Linked DNA regions of Mus musculus: all the other regions are linked to region 1. The links are chromatin contacts, called in public Hi-C maps. All regions are on one chromosome and are shown on one strand. Each heading gives the region's core, a stretch centred on a gene start, on an enhancer-like site or on the middle of the called end of the contact. The rest is flanking DNA. Distances are from core to core; before and after follow the strand shown.

What was found. A called contact is a pair of places that touch in the nucleus more often than the background predicts.
Region 2: a Hi-C map of cerebral cortex shows a contact between it and region 1, with 2.1 times the contacts expected there. The contact joins two enhancer-like sites. A contact is called at or near these places in 1 of 15 datasets of contacts at CTCF or cohesin (the NIH/3T3 cell line), 6 of 484 Hi-C or Micro-C datasets (adipose-derived mesenchymal stem cells, cerebral cortex, embryonic fibroblasts and 2 more) and 2 of 115 datasets of contacts at active chromatin or transcription factors (embryonic fibroblasts and neural progenitor cells).
Region 3: a contact with region 1 is called in a Hi-C map of adipose-derived mesenchymal stem cells, with 1.8 times the contacts expected there. The contact joins two enhancer-like sites. A contact is called at or near these places in 1 of 15 datasets of contacts at CTCF or cohesin (the NIH/3T3 cell line), 6 of 484 Hi-C or Micro-C datasets (adipose-derived mesenchymal stem cells, cortical neurons, embryonic fibroblasts and 2 more) and 1 of 9 other capture datasets (embryonic stem cells).

The regions. Positions count from the first base shown.
Region 1 is chr17:42,578,856-42,581,665 of GRCm38.p6, reverse strand. Opn5 (opsin 5) reads left to right here. Exons shown (of 7, transcript NM_181753.4): 5 at 878-1,119. Among named protein-coding and RNA genes, the nearest start is that of Opn5, 31 kb to the left of the region's middle. Within about 2 kb of position 1,270, at least 26 of the 459 cell types and tissues checked have an H3K27ac peak or open chromatin away from gene starts, as enhancers often do. A contact at or near this core is called in adipose-derived mesenchymal stem cells and tail fibroblasts, where this site is marked.
Region 2 is chr17:42,508,435-42,511,548 of GRCm38.p6, reverse strand. No RefSeq gene overlaps it. Among named protein-coding and RNA genes, the nearest start is that of Opn5, 100 kb to the left of the region's middle. Within about 2 kb of position 1,593, at least 13 of the 459 cell types and tissues checked have an H3K27ac peak or open chromatin away from gene starts, as enhancers often do. A contact at or near this core is called in tail fibroblasts, where this site is marked.
Region 3 is chr17:42,479,031-42,481,881 of GRCm38.p6, reverse strand. The region is part of intron 2 of Ptchd4 (patched domain containing 4); the gene reads right to left. Among named protein-coding and RNA genes, the nearest start is that of Opn5, 130 kb to the left of the region's middle. Within about 2 kb of position 1,476, at least 12 of the 459 cell types and tissues checked have an H3K27ac peak or open chromatin away from gene starts, as enhancers often do. A contact at or near this core is called in adipose-derived mesenchymal stem cells, where this site is marked.

The DNA of each region.
Region 1 (2,810 bases), core at 21-2,520:
TCTTCTGAGCTGGACCCCAAACCATATTCAGCTGTGATCTGCTACTGTTTGTACTCTAGAAGGAGACAGCTCAGGAACAGGAGCATTCTGGGATGTCCCATAGTGCCCAGTTTAATGTCTTGCCAAAAGCATTTGCTAAAACTGTTTGTTTACCTGAACTGAGATAATTTGTCAAGATCAGCAGCTATAGGGCAGTAGTTAGGGTTACATCATTAAAGGGACTGGGTTTGGGATGGTGAAAACCAGTGAGGGTATTTTAAATTGTATTGCCAATCAATCTGTGTTCTGACAGTTACGATGCTAATTTTGTGAGAGAAAAATCACTTCCATATTGCTTTGTCAGAAGCCCTGTAACTCCTTTTTCTTTATATTTGGGAAATTCCTATAACATGAACCTCAAATTGTGAAAATCTTGAGGAGAAGAAATAACATTTCATAGAAATCTTTGAAGAAAATGCACGTTAGAATTTAAAACCAGGGCAACACTTCTCAGTTTCCTGAGGCAAAAGATTTCATCAAGATGAACTTATTTTCTGTCAGGTCTTTAAGTGGTTGTGGGTTGAGAACTCTGGCAAGCTCAAGAGAACTGGCATCCTTTTATTATGATCTCGTGCTTCAAATGTAGGCAAAATCTGACAGCTATTACAGGGTTACAGTTTGAGGTTTTGGGTGCATTCAAATTCTAAAGTGGTGAATGGATAGGCCATGTAAATGGGATAAAGAATTGTGCCAAGTTCTCAGAAGTTCACTGGAAGCAATTCTTGTGGTCAAAAATGAATGTTTTCAGAGTGAATTGCTCCTTTTCCACACTGGTAACTTACTCTGGATTGCTTATGAATTCTCTTGATCCTGCTGTCTGTTCCTTTCCCTGTGCCAGGTGGCAATGCTGATTTGTGCTGGTTTCCTGATTGCCTGGATTCCTTATGCGGTCGTCTCTGTGTGGTCAGCTTTTGGAAGGCCAGACTCCATCCCCATACAGCTCTCCGTGGTGCCCACACTCCTTGCAAAATCAGCAGCGATGTACAATCCAATCATCTACCAGGTCATTGATTACAGATTTGCCTGTTGCCAGGCTGGTGGTTTGAGAGGAACGAAGAAGAAATCTTTGGAAGACTTTAGGTAAAATTCTGAAGCTAGAACGTAATTATGTTTCTTTGTCTTAAAATGCTGTGGTGATTTAAGTAAACACTTGGCTTAGAACTAAATTCCTAAGTAGCTGGGTTAGGAGGTTTCTGTTTTACATTCATAAAAATACCGGAAGCCAAGTCATCAGATATGTATGGGTTGGATGATGGCCAGATATTGAGAACAGCATTCTGGTTTTGATCCTAGAGCAGCCAGGATGCCATTTTGTGCATATTTACTGGTTGTGGACTTCCTTCTTGGATATTAAATCCATATCAGTCCAAGAATGCTGTTCTATGTGGCACTGATTCAACAATAAATTCATGTGAAGGAATTATTTGCCACTGTTGTTTGGGTCATCAGAACTCTTGGCTAGAAAATGCAAGGACTCAAGCAGAAGTGAGAGTGAAGGGCAATGAAGCCATTCCTCTCTCTTTATCACCTCTGCCTGGTTCTTTTAGTTATATTCTGAAAGATAGAAGCTGTTCTTTCTCTGTATTAGATGAAGAAACAGGTTTAAGTAAGGGTAAGATTGGAGAAGCCGCTCTTATTTATATAGCCCAAAGACAGTAGGGTAGGAATTGTTACTTAAATACTAGCTTTTCAAAAAGTCTATACTGTTTTTGATGCACAGTGTACAAGAGTTTGAGACTTCAGAACTTTTTTTCCCCCTAAAGGTCCAATACTCAGAGCGAGGAAAGAGCTGGGCCAGTAGTGGTGGGGAGGTCTTCTGTGTCCATGAGTTGCCTATCTTTGGGTAAAAAGTAGAAAATGCATCTCAAATCATTGTCTTGGCTAAGGAGGTAGAGGTTTCAGGGTCTCCATTACTCTTTAATTATTACTTGGTGACAAGGTATTATTCAACACTGGTTTTCTTTAGTAAGAGGTATTAGAGAAAGATCAGGAAGACCTGGAATTTTATCTCTCACATTGGCCAAGTGACAACTCTTTTGAACTTTGAATTTACTACCCTATGAATATATGATCAAATAAAAATCATAAAATTTATAAATAAATATCGATATTGTCATTGTTGCTGTGACAAAGGGACAAGATCGACAACTTGAGATGCAAGACTATGATTACCTGGATTCCTTATGCGGTAGTCTCTGTGTGGTCAGCTTTTGGTAGTCTCTGTGTGGTCAGCTTTTGGTAGTCTCTGTGTGGTCATCCTTTGGTAGTCTCTGTGTGGTCAGCCTTTGGTAGTCTCTGTGTGGTCAGCCTTTGGTAGTCTCTGTGTGGTCAGCCTTTGGTAGTCTCTGTGTGGTCAGCCTTTGGTAGTCTCTGTGTGGTCAGCCTTTGGTAGTCTCTGTGTGGTCAGCCTTTGGTAGTCTCTGTGTGGTCATCCTTTGGTAGTCTCTGTGTGGTCATCCTTTGGTAGTCTCTGTGTGGTCAGCCTTTGGTAGTCTCTGTGTGGTCAGCCTTTGGTAGTCTCTGTGTGGTCAGCCTTTGGTAGTCTCTGTGTGGTCAGCCTTTGGTAGTCTCTGTGTGGTCAGCCTTTGGTAGTCTCTGTGTGGTCAGCCTTTGGTAGTCTCTGTGTGGTCAGCCTTTGGTAGTCTCTGTGTGGTCAGCCTTTGGTAGTCTCTGTGTGGTCAGCCTTTGGTAGTCTCTGTGTGGTCAGCCTTTGGTAGTCTCTGTGTGGTCAGCCTTTGGTAGTCTCTGTGTGGTCAGCCTTTGGTAGTCTC
Region 2 (3,114 bases), core at 344-2,843, 70 kb after region 1:
AAATAAGATAAATATTTGACATACAATTTCTATCCACAAAGGTACGAGAGCTATTCAATTAGGAGAATCACATTTATTTATTCCTGTGATAGTTACAAGAAAAACTCATTTTCAGATTATTTTATTTTGCTTACTGAGAATGGAAATACATATAAATGTTCCCCATGAGTCAAATTTTGGAAAATTAAAACCACTGAAATCACTTTTTAAAGCTCTTTTATTAATATTATTTCTAATAATAATTCTAATAATTTCTAATAATTAGAATATTTGATGCTCAGGAAGACCTAAGCTGTGTATTTGGGCAGTCTGTTATTTGGGAGAAGACATCTTGACACTGAAATACAACTTAAGTCACTCTTTTTGGCACTTGTTTTTTTTTTTTCCTTTAAGCTTCTGTCGATAAGGTAGCTTTAGAGTTAAAGTCCTATGTGCAGAATTCTGGAACAGAGGTCTTCAATCCTTTACTGGAAAATTGGATGTGATGAATAAGGCTATTTTTACAAAAAAGAATGCAAAGAACCAAAATGTAAAAGGAATGTTATATTAAAAAGCCATCCTTATGGCAAAGGCAACTGGCAATGGTGTTTTGCCATTGGGGTTTGTACTGTTAGGATGCCAGGACTTTATAATTTTATACATGTTATCTTTCCTTTTCATTTGGCTATAGAGATTAGCATCTCACTGCACCAGGATTAGGAACTTGTGGGCATTTCTTCTGGGAAAGGAAAGGAAATGGAGCACTCGGTTTCCGTGGTCACGCCCATGGTTTATTGACTTGCGAAGAGACAGCTATCCTTTCTAGCAGTCTTCTCCTCACTGATTTGAAGCAGCCTGTGGTTCAGAATCTTAGTGGAGGAGAAAGCAGTGGTTTTACACTGGGTGGGTGGGTCAGGGGGGACCTAGGAAGTCATTCTAGTATCTTTATTGTTTCATAACTGCTTAACATAAGTAAAGTAATTGATGCCTTTCCATCCTCTGCAAAGAAGGGCAAATGGGCTTTTCATTGAAGTTAGTCCCAGATTACTTGATGACACATCTTGCTGATGAGCCACTGTCTCTAAGTTAACCCTAGGCAGTACTGTTTCTGAACTAATACTCTTGCTGCACTAATTTTCATGCTCTGGGATTTCCATGAAGAGATAACTGAACATCTTTCCCAAGGGATGCTGCATTGGTGAATATTTATAGTAAGTGGCACACAGAAATAAAACTACACACGATGGTGTTCATTTTACCACTATCTGGGTACGATTTTACCAGTGAAAGGAAAATAAATAATAGTGTATTACCATTTAGACAAAGGTTGTATGGCATTTCATCTTTAAATATCCCTGTGAGGTAGCTTAGCAATATCTCTGTCCTTTTCAAACAGTGACAGATTTTCTACTTAAGAATCAGGAAGTCTATTGCTGAAAGAATATGCATAATTAATGGGAACACGTGATAAGCATTGCAGATACACTGGTGAGCAGGAGGATAAATGGTTTCAGTCACTCGGACTTTTATGTCAGAGGAGGAAAGACAAGGGAATATCCTGATTCCATATAGACATGAATGCTATAGATTGTACTAAGACCTATAAAACCACAGCAGCTGTTCTTTTTCTTTTTCAAGGTCTCTCAGTATGGCTGCAAATAAAGACTCAGCAATCCACCGACTTTGGTGATGAAAGCGATTTCCATTTTCAGTGGGAGATTCTGCTCCCTTCTCACATTTAGATAATGGAATGTTTCTCACAGTGTGCCATGAACAATCTCTTCCAAGAATCCAAGCTAAATCTATTCCGGACTGGAAAGTGACACAATTATAATAAGCTCCACTTATCTTTTATTCATGGTGGTCACTCCTAATACTTTCCAGGAAACTCTTCAATGAAATCTTCCCCAAACATTAAAACTCTTACATCTCCACTGGTTTGAAAGAGCCCTGGAGAATATGTAGTGGCTTTTGTAACTGCAAAAACAAACGGGAAGGAAACTATATCAGGCATGCCATGAGCCACGCAGCAAACTGGAACACAATTATGAATGACTAATGCTAACCCCGCCTTGGCTGGAACAGGAGCCCAAGAAACGGAGCAAGAATCACCAAGAGGCTGTGAATTGCTCTTACTCCCATGTCATCAAGGTTTTCTTTAATTTTTAGGATTTTATAATTGGTGTGACCTATGAGAGCTTTCTTTGGGAAAATTCATCTCAGTGAGAAAACAGAGACTGGAGTCCTATAGTTTATAAAAGTGCAAAATTGTCAATGATCTCATTTATAAATTCTTTATTGTATTAAAAATGCCTTGGTGACAGAGGTTCCCAGTGCAGCCTTAGCTCATTTTATCTCAACAACCCCTTTAAGGATGTAGAAGAGCTAAGATATGGTCCATTCAATAGCTACAGACGGTGCAAACACTGCTTGCATGTATTTCTCTCTTTGAATCATTTTCCTCTTTACAAGAAGAGTAAATGACTTCTCTATCAGCAGCAGATTATAGACCCTCATTAGGTAAATAAAAATGTTCAAAAGTATTATCTGTATTATAGCATCCTGAAAATGAATACTTTTCTGGGTGTTTAGCTGGAGTATTCTTTTCAAGAGTCCTTCAGCTTATTTTTAACTCACAAAACAGATCTGGTCCTGCTTAGAAAACCAGAAGCAGACCCAGTGTCTGAGTCTTACAAACAAGAACATGATCTCCAAGTGGGATAGATATAGTTACATGTATCTAGGTTTGCAAGCAGGTAGAACCTCTAGTTTTGAGGCACCAATTGATTCTCTGTGCTATTTTCTAACCTATAAAGTCTAGTGTGTAAGGACTTTATTGATGTCACTCTTCCTGACACACCCACACGCTGATATCTTGATTTCTTAGCTGGAGCCTTATCTGTCTTTTGGTATCTTCCAATCTCATCCAAATGTCATCTAACAAAACTTCAAAACATTTGGAACTCAGAGCAGTAACCCCTGCCCTCCTAGCTACAACACTGATGAACATTGGTCATCTGATACAGGAATTGAATTGTGGCTACATTCATATGTAGCACCTATGTGCTGAATGTCCAGTAAAGAGGCCTTGCTGCTTTTGATTTGGTCGCTACCACTGCAGTCATATTAAAGGCA
Region 3 (2,851 bases), core at 227-2,726, 100 kb after region 1:
ACAAAGCTCAAGTCTAAGTGGATCAAAGACCTCCACATAAAACCAGAGACACTGAAATTTATAGAGGAGAAAGTGGGCAAAAGCCTCGAGGATATGAGCACAGGGGAAAAATTCCTAAACAGAACAGCAATGGCTTGTGCTGTAAGACCAAGAATTGACAAATGGGACCTCATAAAATTGCAAAGCTTCTGTAAGGCAAAAGACACTGTCAATAAGACACAAAGGCCACCAACAGATTGGGAAAGGATTTTTACCAATCCTAAATCTGATAGGGGACTAATATCCGACATATATAAAGAGCTCAAGAAACTGGACTCCAGAAATTCAAATAACGTCATTAAAAATGGGGTACAGAGCTAAACAAAGAATTCTCAACTGAGGAATACGGAATGGCTGGGAAGTACCTGACAAAATGTTCAGCATCCTTAATCATCAGGGAAATGCAAATCAAAGCAACCCTGAGATTCCACCTCACACCAGTCAGAATGGCTAAGATCAAAAACTCAGGTGATAGCAGATGCAAGTGAGGATGTGGAGAAAGAGCAATACTCCTCTATTGCTCGTGGGATTGCAAACTTGTACAACCACTCTGGAAGTCAGTCTGGAGGTTCCTCAGAAAATTGGACATAATACTACCGGAAGATCCAGCAATAACTCTCCTGGGTATATACCTAGAAGAAGTTCCAACTGGTAATAAGAACACATGCTCAACTATGTTCATAGTAGTCTTATTTATAATAGCCAGAAGCTTGAAAGAATCCAGATTTCCCTCTTTTTTCTTTCTTTCTTTCTTTCTCTCTCTCTCTCTCTCTCTCTCTCTCTGTCTCTCTCTCTCTCTCTTTCTTTCTTTCTTTCTTTCTTTCTTTCTTTCTTTCTTTCTTTCTTTCTTTCTTTCTCTTTCTTTCCTTCCTTCCTTCCTTCCTTCCTTCCTTCCTTCCTTCCTTCCTTCCTTCCTTTGTCTCTTCCTTTCTTAACATTTCTCCTCAGTGAAGAAAGAGTGCATGGTTGCAATCTCCTCTGAACAGAATGGCCTAATGCCATGGAAATTCATTTAACCAGGAAGCTCCTGCCTGACATGGCTCCGGTCAGTTGAACACTCATTAAATTTAATGAACCAGAACTTCCCTTTTGCTTTTTCCTTTTATGGATGAATTAACTTTATTGGAGAAAGTCTTTCTAAAGTACACTACACCCATATCCTCGCCTTTTGCATGCATCCCTAAAAAGGAAAAGGAGAAGGATACTTGTGGAGTGAACCAAAAGATATGATCTTGGCTTCATCACTATATGTAATGGGGGAATGTTAGTTTAACTTCTCAATTCCTCAGTTTCCTCCTCTGGAAATATGTAAGAATTGATGTTACTATGAAATGAGTAATGGCTTCAATGCCCCTAGGATATTTCCTGGAGAGTAGTTGCAGTAGCTGTCATTACTTATTAAGCAATTCATAGAGGAGTCATCATTTTTATGATTGAGGTGACTGTAATATAGCTTGCCCAGTTTGCCACAGGATTTCACCACAGCCACAGTTCTGAGCACAGCATGTGATCTTTGTGGCATAGATGCCTGAAGGCAGTGCCAAAAAAAAAAAAAAAGCTGCCTAAACCCGGTCAACTCTGTATGTGAGAAGTGTTAGTGCTTTTACTTTCATTCTTACAGAAAAATAAGAATGTAATCATGGGAAGCAAATACGTTGAGAATTTCCCCGCCATTTTTCCTCAGCATATTAATAGCAACAGAGTATCTGGATTTTACTGTGTTTAAATGTTTGATTTGTATGTATGTATATATGTTTCCAGGGATCACTGTTTTGTACATACATACAAGTAAAGGTATATTATATGAACTAAGCAGGCTACATTTAGGAACATACTTGTGTATATATACATATATGCAATAACAATTAGTGAAAAAAGAGGCCATCAACTTGGAGGAGACTGGGGAGGGGTAGATGGGAAGGTTGGAAAGAAGGTTGAAAAGGAGGGAAGAATGTAATTAAATTATAACCTCAAAAATTTTAAAAAGCAATGCTTATTTTTATTTATTTAGTTAGTTATGTTAGCATGATGTTTTTATTGATTATTTGGTAATTTTCTACAATGCACCCCAGTTGAATTCATTAACCATTCCTCCCAGTCTACCTTTCCACTCTTGTGCCAGCCCCCAAAAAAGAAGAAAAAAAGAAGAAAACACACCAATTCCATTTGGTATTTTCCATATGTTTTCACTGAAGCATGGCCAAACACCCAGTGGCCAGCCCCTTAAAGATACGTTAGTCCTGCCCCCCCCACCATCCCACCAGAAGCTATCAACCATGAGGAATTAAACTTCAGCATCCTTTTCACAATATCTAAGGACTGTCTTCAATAGCTTCCTGTCTAGGCTGTTTCCTCCTCCTCCTCTTCCTCTTTCTTCTCCTCTTCTTCATATAGATGCCTTTAATTGAATTATGGATATTTTCTCTAAACCTTTGATTACATTTATTTATTTGTCTGTCTGTCCGTCTCTCTCTCTCTCTTCACTGAGAAAGAGAGAGAGACAGAGACAGAGAGACAGAGACACAGAGAGACATCTTTGCTATGGCACTCATGTAGAGAAGAGAGAACAACATGTAGGAGTTGGTTTTCTCTTTCTTTAAATGTGGAAGGGGAAAGTTTCATGTTTAGTCATCTCACTGACCTAGAAGTTCCCTTCTCTTCATAGTATGTGGTCTATATGCTTTGTTTTATTTTTAAACTACAAATGGTGGTTGAAGTGTCCAGGTGACTTTAGTTTCTGTGTAGGGAAGGTCATAAGCATTTGGCCCTTATTCTGTTGATATGGCATACAGGTTAATTTAGATGTTACTAT